2 separate regions of the Mus musculus genome follow, and region 2 is linked to region 1. Evidence: chromatin contacts called from public Hi-C data. All regions are on one chromosome and are shown on one strand. Each heading gives the region's core, a stretch centred on a gene start, on an enhancer-like site or on the middle of the called end of the contact. The rest is flanking DNA. Distances are from core to core; before and after follow the strand shown.

Evidence for each region. Hi-C and Micro-C count contacts between places; a contact is called where the count stands out from the background.
Region 2: a Hi-C map of CD8 T cells shows a contact between it and region 1, with 3 times the contacts expected there. The contact joins the promoter of Stx1a here to the promoter of Hip1 in region 1. A contact is called at or near these places in 1 of 39 promoter capture datasets (cranial neural crest), 4 of 484 Hi-C or Micro-C datasets (CD4 T cells, CD8 T cells, Th1 cells and 1 more) and 1 of 115 datasets of contacts at active chromatin or transcription factors (pancreatic cancer cells).

Annotation. Positions count from the first base shown.
Region 1 is chr5:135,542,841-135,547,438 of GRCm38.p6, reverse strand. Hip1 (huntingtin interacting protein 1) reads left to right here and starts at 2,317. Exons shown (of 31, transcript NM_146001.2): 1 at 2,317-2,502. The coding sequence starts at 2,383.
Region 2 is chr5:135,021,640-135,026,237 of GRCm38.p6, reverse strand. Stx1a (syntaxin 1A (brain)) reads right to left here and starts at 2,756. Exons shown (of 10, transcript NM_016801.4): 1 at 2,628-2,756. The coding sequence starts at 2,657.

The DNA of each region.
Region 1 (4,598 bases), core at 1,068-3,567:
TCCTGCCCTGACTTCCTTCACTGATGGACTACAATGTGGAAGTGTAAGCTAAATAAACCCTCTCCTCCCCAGCTTGCTTTTGGTCATGGTGTTTTATCACAGCAATAGGAGCCCTAACTAAGATTCTAATCTACTTTTGCTCCTACTCCCTCGGACCACTTTCATCTAGGCTTTGTAACTTGGTGCCCACAATGCCACTGTGCCCAGCAAAAGCCTTCTTGGTGCTTGCAAATGCTCACTCCTCTTTTATGCCTCTATCAAATGTGAACTTTCACCCAGGCTTTAATTTAGAAAAAGTCATTGGCCGCTTCGAATTAAACTCCTCTTCTGATGATGGCACAGTAGTGAAAGCCATTGCCGAGCAAGGGTGTGTGTGCACATCGCCACAGTCGGGACCCTAGGCCAGCTGGTTTGTGTGGCCCGCCTAGAAATTCCAGCCTCTGAAGTGGGAGACAGAGACTCTTCAGAGCCAACAGGCTAGTGTGGCTAGCCATATCAACAAACCCTGAGTTCCATGAGACCCTAAGTCAATGCGAGATTCAAGAGTGATGATGACCCCTGACATCGGCCTCAGATCTCCATGTGCACAGGTGCACGAATGTGCTTGCACACGGTGCGACACACCTGCAAACCGCATCTCTTTCAGTGTGGGAGGCTGGGGGGAGGGTGTCTGTGGGTAGTCTGTATACAGGTATATGCCTGTAATCCTAGCATTCAAGAGGCTGAGGCAGGATTTCTGGGAGTTCAAAGCCAATCTCAACTTTTTAGTGAAATATTATCTTTGTGCATGTAGGTGTGCATGTGTGTGCAGTACTGGCTGTCCTGGAACTCACTCTATAGACAAGGCTGGCCTTGAACTCAGAGATCCATCTGCCTCTGCCTCTTGAGTGCTGAGACTAAGGCTGTGGACCATCACCACCCGTCTTGAAACACTGTTTTTAAAGAGCATCCCTGGTGTGACCACTCAGTGGGTAGGTTGCTACACTAAGCCTATCACTCAAGTCAGATCCTGGGGTCCACACGGTAGAGAACAGAATCTAATTTGCTTTCTGACCTCCACAGAGTGCTGCCGTATGAACACAGTCCCACACATACACACAGGTACAAAATGTGTGTAAAACGTTAAAGGAAAGTCAAGCCTAGAGGCCCACGCCTATAATCCTAACAGTTGAATGGAAGAGGCAAGAGGCTCAGGGATTCAAGGGACTCAGCGACATAGTGAGTTTGATATTGTCATTAATTAAAACATTGCCTAGTACAAGTGAGACTTGTACTGGCTTCTATTGCAGAGCTAGATGGATAGCACCATCAAATTGCTTAATGCTTAACGGTGCCACTAGTTCTGTTAGTGAAGAACCTGTAACTTTTTTCTTTGCTGAGGAGCACTTCCCAGTCTGTAGGTGCTCCCAGAACAGGATGGGAGGAGTGGACCCTACCATAGTTGAACAAAGAGCATCTGTTGGGGTTTCTACCGAGATAAGGTGAGAACGAAGCAAAGTTTGGAAAGCTCTGGGGAGATCCTCGCAATCACAGGCCAGTATTTGGGGACCCTCCAGAACGGTCCTCCAGAACGGGCAGAAAGGAATGCACGAGGAGGGGACTTCGAGGACCACTAAGGCCGCCATCGCGGGTCCACACTGACGCAGAGTTCCCCAGCAAGCCGGTGAAGCATGGTGTGCAGCCATGCTTCCCTTGATCTGCCTTTCCATCCCCTCGGGAACTCGTGGCGCCGGCTGGACCGCAGGTCCTACTGCTCAGAAACCCGCAGCAGAGAAGGGCCCAGGAGGTGGCGCTTCGAAGTAGGGTGGAGTCAGCAAGGGCTGGTCTGTGGCAGCCAGGCCCCACCCACTAGCATGACGGACAAGCCTTCAGAGCAATCATAGTGCTTTTATGGTCCTGGGGGGTGGGAACAAAGGAAGAGTGACGGATGTAGGGTGGAGCCAACAAGAAAAGGTTAGGGCAGCCCATCAAGCCAGCCTGTTGACAGATAAGTCTTCAGACCAATGACAGTGCATGTAGAGGCCTGGAAGGCGGTGCATCGATTATGGGGCGGAGCCTAGGGGGCAGGTTAGGACAGCAGCCCACCAGGTCCTGCCCACTAATGATAATGGACAAACCTTCAGACCAGTCATAGTATGCGGACCGCCCTGAGGCGGGCAGCGGGTGAAGTGAGCGGAGCGCCTCCGAAGTGGGAAGAGGGGTGTGGGGAAAAGCCTCTTGGAAACATGGGGTGGGTTCTGAGGGAGATGGACAGCGCTGTCAACCAATGGAAGACGGAATCTGTCCCCGTTAGCGCCGGATCCCCGCGGGTAGGGAGGGGCGGGAGGCTCCGCGGGGATCCCGGGGCGGCCGAGGGCCCCTGACTCTGTTCACCCAGACAACATGGACCGAATGGCCAGCTCCATGAAGCAGGTATCCAACCCGCTGCCCAAAGTGTTGAGCCGCCGCGGAGTTGGTGCTGGGATGGAGGCTGCGGAGCGCGAGAGCTTCGAGCGGACTCAGGTGAGATTCGAGAACCCTGGGGCATCCCTGGGGCACTTGGAGTGATGCAGGGTGCAAGAGAGGCTTGGAAGGGAGTGGGACTTGCAGACTCGGGAAGGAATTAGGCAAGGTGGCTGCGATCGGAATCATTTTGGGGTAGGGAACTAGGCGGGTCCCAGGGAGGTTCGGGATCTACCTGGGCATCTCCACTGGCATAGGGGTCGGGGTGCACTCTGGGGAACTGCAGATTCCTGCGGCTGAGGGGACGGTCTCAGTGAGCACCATCAGGGGTCACAAGGGAGGCTAAAGGGAGTTGAAAGGGGACTGACGGAAGGGTGCTCCTGGATAGGGGAAGCACTTGGAAGTCGCTTGGTTTTTGCCAAGTGTGGGAACGCCAAGGTGGGGGTGTGAAGGGTGGCTCTGGTCGCCTTACTTTAGTATTGACTCTCCCTACACTTCCCAGCATCTCGCTCAACGGTGCCTCTAACTTGGCTCTCAGCAGCCCCAGCTGTTGGCCTCAGAGGCTGGGCCAAAGGGGTCTGAGTGATGGGAAGGACCGTAAGAAATGTGAAGTGTGGTCCAACTTGTAAAATGGCCCGGGGGTTTGGAGGAACGGGGACGCGCAGCCTGGGGTAGGAATTGAGGCGCTTGGATTGTCAGAGCTTTGCGTGCCGGCATAAGCTGTCCAGTGATACTCAGACTCCTGATTTGAGGTTTTGCTTTCACCCTCCAAAATATGCCTGACAGCTAATAAGCAGACCGCCTGCCTTATTTGTCTGGTCTGACCAGGGCAGATGGCCAAAATTCCACCGCAGTTATCAACAAAAAGCCACTATCCAGTTTTACCTCAGGCTTTTATGCATGCTGTATTGATCGGACTGAATCAAGTTGTGAGGCTCGGGGTGTGTAGTCATCAGTTCATCTGTATGTAAAATCTGTTTCTGAGAGTACAACTCCTCGGATCCCACTGCGGATGCCGGGCCGGTAGATTTCTTCTACTCTGGCTCTCCGAGTTCTACTTTGAAGATCTGAGTTGACTTCAGCCAGAGGCAGGTCCCCTGTCGTGTTCTGTGAGTAGGAAAGATGGAAGAGATAGGGAGGGCCTGTGTGTTCTATAAATGGACCTTGCTCGGAAGAAAGCCTTTTCACCCCAGGGGACTTTACACCACCTCTTGTTTCTGAGACCCCTGGGTCCACTTCTTGTGTCTGAGGGGGGAAATGGGGTAGTTGTACCCCGGGAGGGGAAAGAGAGACCACCGTCCACTTACCTCTCAATGTCTATAGAGTTTGGAGCTTTTTAAATTTCTCAGATCTTTTGAACCTTGGGCGTTGTTGCCAAAAAAAAGAAAAAAAGAAAAAAAAGTTTTCATATCCCCCCCCAACCTCTTTTATTTTTAAACTGAAAGAAGAAAATAAACTGGAGCTATTTTATAGCATCCGACTTAAAACTGAGGCAATAAGTTAGACATAAAAGTTTGAGCTTACGGCCAGCGGAGGTGGCTAAGGGGTAAAGGCTCCTGCCAACCAGTCTGGCCACCTGAGTTTCATCCCAGGAAGGGAACCAACTTGTCCAAGTTGTCTGCTGACCTCCATACTCAAGCCGTGCCATGAATACCCCTCCATATACATACACCCAAAATCACTTTTAAAATGTTTTTTTTTTTTTTTTTTTTTTTTTTTTTTTAGTTTGAACTTAATACAGAGTGATAGAATTGAGGCACTTGAATGTTTCCAGCCATAAGTAACATTTTTCCTAGTTGCCCAACAGGAAGACTGGTAGGCAGTGTCTAGTTTTACCTTCTGTAGAACACTTGTTATGAGCCGTGTGTATGTGTGTGTGTGTGTGTGTGTGTGTGTGTGTGTGTGTGTGTGTGAGAGAGAGAGAGAGAGAGAGAGAGAGCACTGAGATATTCTATAGCAGAGCTTTTCAGTTGTGGAAGTCTCCCCCCAGCCCCCTTTTTTTCTTTTTGGTTTTTCAAGACAGGGTTTTTCTAAGTAACAGTCCTGGCTGTCCTGGAGCTCACTTTATAGACCGGGCTGGCCTCAGACTCACAGAGGTCCTCCTGCCTCCTGAGTGCTGAGTTTTTTGTTTGTTTTGTTGTTGATGTTGTTTTTAA
Region 2 (4,598 bases), core at 1,507-4,006, 520 kb after region 1:
TCCATGGGCCTATCTACAAGGCTAGGGGGAGGCTGCTGGCCCCTTCAGGATCGATTTCAAAGTGCAATCTGCAGATCTGGGAGAGGCGGGGCTGAAGATGGCAAGAGGGCCGGGCCCAGCCTACAGCACAGCGGCAAGGAAGCACGCCAGCTCTTTCCCCAAGTGTGACTTTTATAAATAAGCTCCCTTCTTCTCCTTCCTTCCAAATGTGGTGGTGCTGGGTGGGGGAGAAAGAGGAGGAGGAGGAGGCAGAGGAGGAAACGGGAGGGAAAGCTGGAGCAGGCACACAGATGCCCTGTGTGCGTCCTGCAGCAGCAGCACCAGGTGCCTCCATCCCTGGTGACCCTGACTCCTGGGCTTCAGGGGTTCCTGAGAACTCCAGCCACAGTCGAAAGTCTGAGGAAGTCTGAGGACCTCTCCTCGAGCCCCAAGAAGCTGGGTGCTGAGTTTCCCCCTTTGTCATTTCTTATGGATCCCACGCTACATAGCATCAAAATCCCTGTGAAGCTAAGGACGATGGTGAACTGAGGGTCCTTCAGCCTCCATTTGGAGAGTGCTGACATGGTTGACAGGTGCCCCCTCTCCCCCACTCCCCTGCAAATGTCTACAAGCCGAGCTACCTTTCTAGTTCCGAGTGTCCTCTTTGCATCTCACAAACTGGAACTCCAGGAGAGCAAGGGATTTCTAAGAATGACAGCAGCCCCCAAGACTATTTCACCCCAGCCATGCTTGGAACAGCTAGGACCACTCCCTTCCCAACCCCGGTCAAGGCCAGATAGCTGAGAGGACTGTCTCTAGTGGATTTGATGCCTGGGTTGGGTAGAACGCATATAGCGTTAGTTTGAAGTCAAGTTTGTCATCGCTATGCAGGGCTACCCAGGACAGTGTTGGGGCCATAGCTCTAGGTTCAAGCTTTTTACGACCCAAGCTGTCTGACCCTGATCAACTGACCACTCCTCCAACAAACAAGTGGGCCACTTTTGCTGTGCCTCAGTTTCAGCTTTAGCAGAGAGGCTGAAGGCTGATAAGCGAAAGGCTGCTACCACGTGGAAAGGCCTGTGTTCGTGGCTTGTGGTTTCCTCATACAATCATGACAGTCACACGGGTTGGGGCACACGTTGGGGTGACCACATCACTGCCATCTATCACCTGGACATGCTATCTGATTCAATCTGTCACCAGTCTGACACAATAGTGTGTGCTGTCATCTCAGCACTCATGAAGTCGAGGCAGGAGGATTGCTTTGAGTTTAAGACCCAATGAGACTATATAGTTCCAAGCCACCCTGGGGTACAGAGAAGGATTTTACATAAAAAAAAAAAAAAAACAAAAAACCGTAAAACATAAAAACACCGGAAACTTGAGGGCAACGACAAGGGGCGGGTGGGGAAGTGTTTAAACACTATATATGACTTGAAAGGCTGTCTGTTTCCTTTGAAATAGATGAGGCACTGGGCATCCAGCCAGGAATAATACAGGTCTGAAGGCATGTGGGGGTCGCTTGCAGGTCAGGAACAGGATGAAGGCTAGACTGGAGAGCATAGATATGGCTGGTATTATGGTAGAGGGATCCAGGCACAGATGGAGAAGCTAGGCAGAAATCACAGCCATTAGGTCAAAAGCCCCAAAACAAAACTTTCTATGAAGGGCTGTAAGTGGGGCACAAGATGAGAGGGATCTAGGACGCCACCCAGCTTGGGGGGACACCCAGAAATCAACGGGTGGGGTTTGCTGAGGAATCAGATATGACAATCTGATGTGGCGCCCTTATTTAACCCTCTCACGGGAGAGCTTAATTTCTGTCCCTCTAGGGTCTGAGGCCAGAGAAGGGCACTCCCCTGTGTTAAAAGTGGGGTCTCATGATTGAAGGATCATGGGCTCTGACTTAGAACCTTTCTACTGCCTTCTACTCATCTCGAAACCCCGCCCTAAGAGCCACACCCCAGAGGCCTCTCTCACACAGGTAGGAAAATAGATCCAGGTCGCAGTTAGACCTGGCAATCCGGGAAGGGTCTGGGAAATGACAGCCTGGGTTGCCTGGAAGCCCAAAGGTGGACCAAGGGTAGATATGGTTGAGTCCTTTAATCCAGAGCAAGCCGGGTATCCCTAAAGCGACCAGGGTGGATCGGGAGCCACAGGTGATGGGAGCCACAGGTGATGGGGAGCCCCAAGAGACGGCTCCCGCAGAGGCCACCCCCACCCGGCGGCCTCGTTTCCGCAGCGCGCCCAAGGATGGGGTTGGGAGGGGAACTCTGGGCAGGGGGGTGGGAAGGAAACGAGAGGTTCAGCCTCCAGGGGACAGTGCAAGGACGGTGACAAGCGGGCGAAGAACGGTCACGATTTTGCATCCCGCCACCGAAACCCCTTAACAGCCCTCCAAATCGCCCCAAACAGGAACGCCCTGAAAAGTTCCTCAAAACCCCAGGTTCTAGCCATCAGTCCCGGTGCTGAAGGGCTCGAGTCCGTGACCAGAAGTAGATCGGAGGGGTGGGACTCCCATGGGGGTTCGAGGGTCCCTCAGCTTTGCAAGGCTCCCTCCGTCCCCTTGTAGGTGCCTCGGTGGCATGCCGGAACAAAGTGGAGAATTACAAGACGCCGGGTGAGCGGCGCACGAGGATCGGACTCACCGTGCGGAGCTCCTGGGTTCGGTCCTTCATGCTCCCGGGAGTGGCAGTAGGCGCCGGCTGCAACCGAGTAAGTCCCGCATGCGCGGATGCCGCCCCGCGGCTGCGCAGCGCCAGCCCGCGCCCCGCCCCAGTCCCTGGGACCCCCAAGCCCAACCCCAGCTGGCCACGCCCATCATGCTTCCACGCCCGGATATATCCCGCCCAGGGCTCCGCCTACGGGGAGCGCAAAGGGGTACAAACCCAGCCCTCGGGACCTGGTTCCTCCCCTCGTCAACTAGTGATCTCTGTCTAGATGCAGCTCCAACTCCTTGGCCCTTCTCTGCCCCAGCCCCCACCTCTGCTCAGCCACCCATTATCTAGATAGACCCTGGATTCTGACTCTTAGAGTCCTTCCTTTCCCCTGGATTTGCTGGAGTGGAACCCTTTCCACTTTGTTCAATGATAGTCTCACTGTGTAGCCCAGGCTAGCCTTGAACACCTGCTCCTACCTCAGCCACAGGAGTACAGGTTTTGCAGACATGAGCCTCAATGCCAGGTTTGAAAATCCCTTCTTGAACCGACCCCCGGCAACCCCCTCCAACCACCCATCCTGTCCTGAGATGGCTGAACAGGTAAAGATGCTTGCCACTAAGCTTAAAGATCTGAGTTCCAGCGGGGTGATGATAGCACATGTCTTTAATCCTAGTAGGCAGATCTCTGAGTTCAAGGCCAGCCTGACCTACAGAGCAAGTTCCAGGACAGCCAAAGGTACGCAGAGAAACTCTGTCTTGAAAAATAACAAACAAACAAACAAACAAACGATTGGAGTTCTAGCCCTGGGCCCCACGTGACTGAAGAAGAGCATTGGATTCTGTAAATTGTCCTCTGACCGCCACATGAGTGAGCTCCGTGCTTCACATATATGCAACCACACGATGGAGGCAGGAGGCACATGGCCAAGTGAATATAAAGTAAAATAAAGCCCTCTCTGTAGTGGTCAATTCTAAACCTTCCCACCTTTCTGAGCACCCCCCTGTCTCCAGACCGGGTTGCTGCCTCTTTACTCTCCCCAGAGTTTCTCAGCTCACCTGTTCGATTCAATTTGACTGCCTTTCTCTTTACACACAATACATACATACATACATACATACATACATACATACATACATACATACACAAACAAATAAATGAAATGTTTAAGATATTTAAAAGGAAAAAAAAAAAAAGCTTGCCACCCCCACCCCTCCATGCCTCCAGCCCGGAGTTCAAATGCCAGGCCTGACGTCTTATTTCCTGTGTGGAAGCTGTAGGCTGTTCAAACCTAGGCCCAGTGGAAAGATCTCAGTGGTCCCTGCAGAGCAACGTGAACGGTATGCTGGTCCCTGTAGAGCAACGTGAAGAGCCTGCCGGTTGGCAGACATGTACCTTTTAGCTTCCTGCCAGCATCTTGTTACAGAGTACACACACACACACACACACAGACACACACACACACAAGTGGTCTCAGGCTTTCTTGACCCCAAGCCAAGCACACCCACACCTCCTTGTACACTAGAGTTACCAAGGCACGGTTCTGGATTGGATCCAGCCTCCTGCTGCCCAGTGTGTCTGGCCCTGGCACCTCTCCCAGACTTTCAGTGCAGGTTAGATGGCTGGCTGACAGGCACGCTGGGACACGGGCTCAGCCTCCCCTCCGTCCCTAGAAAAATCTGACAGGAGACAAATGTGTCCTGGCACGGGAGAGAGCCATAGCCTTTCCGGTTGTCTAGACATCAACATTATGCTATATTTTATTTTTAATATTTGTTACATCATTTATTTGTGTGCATGAGAATGCCACGGCTTACACAGAGAGGTCAGGACAACTTGCTGGAGTCAGTTCTCTGCTTCTGCCTTGTGTGTCCCAGAGACCAATCCAAGTCCTTAGGCTTAGCAGCAAGTGCCTTTACTCAATGAGCTCTCTCTCTCTCTCTCTCTCTCTCTCTCTCTCTC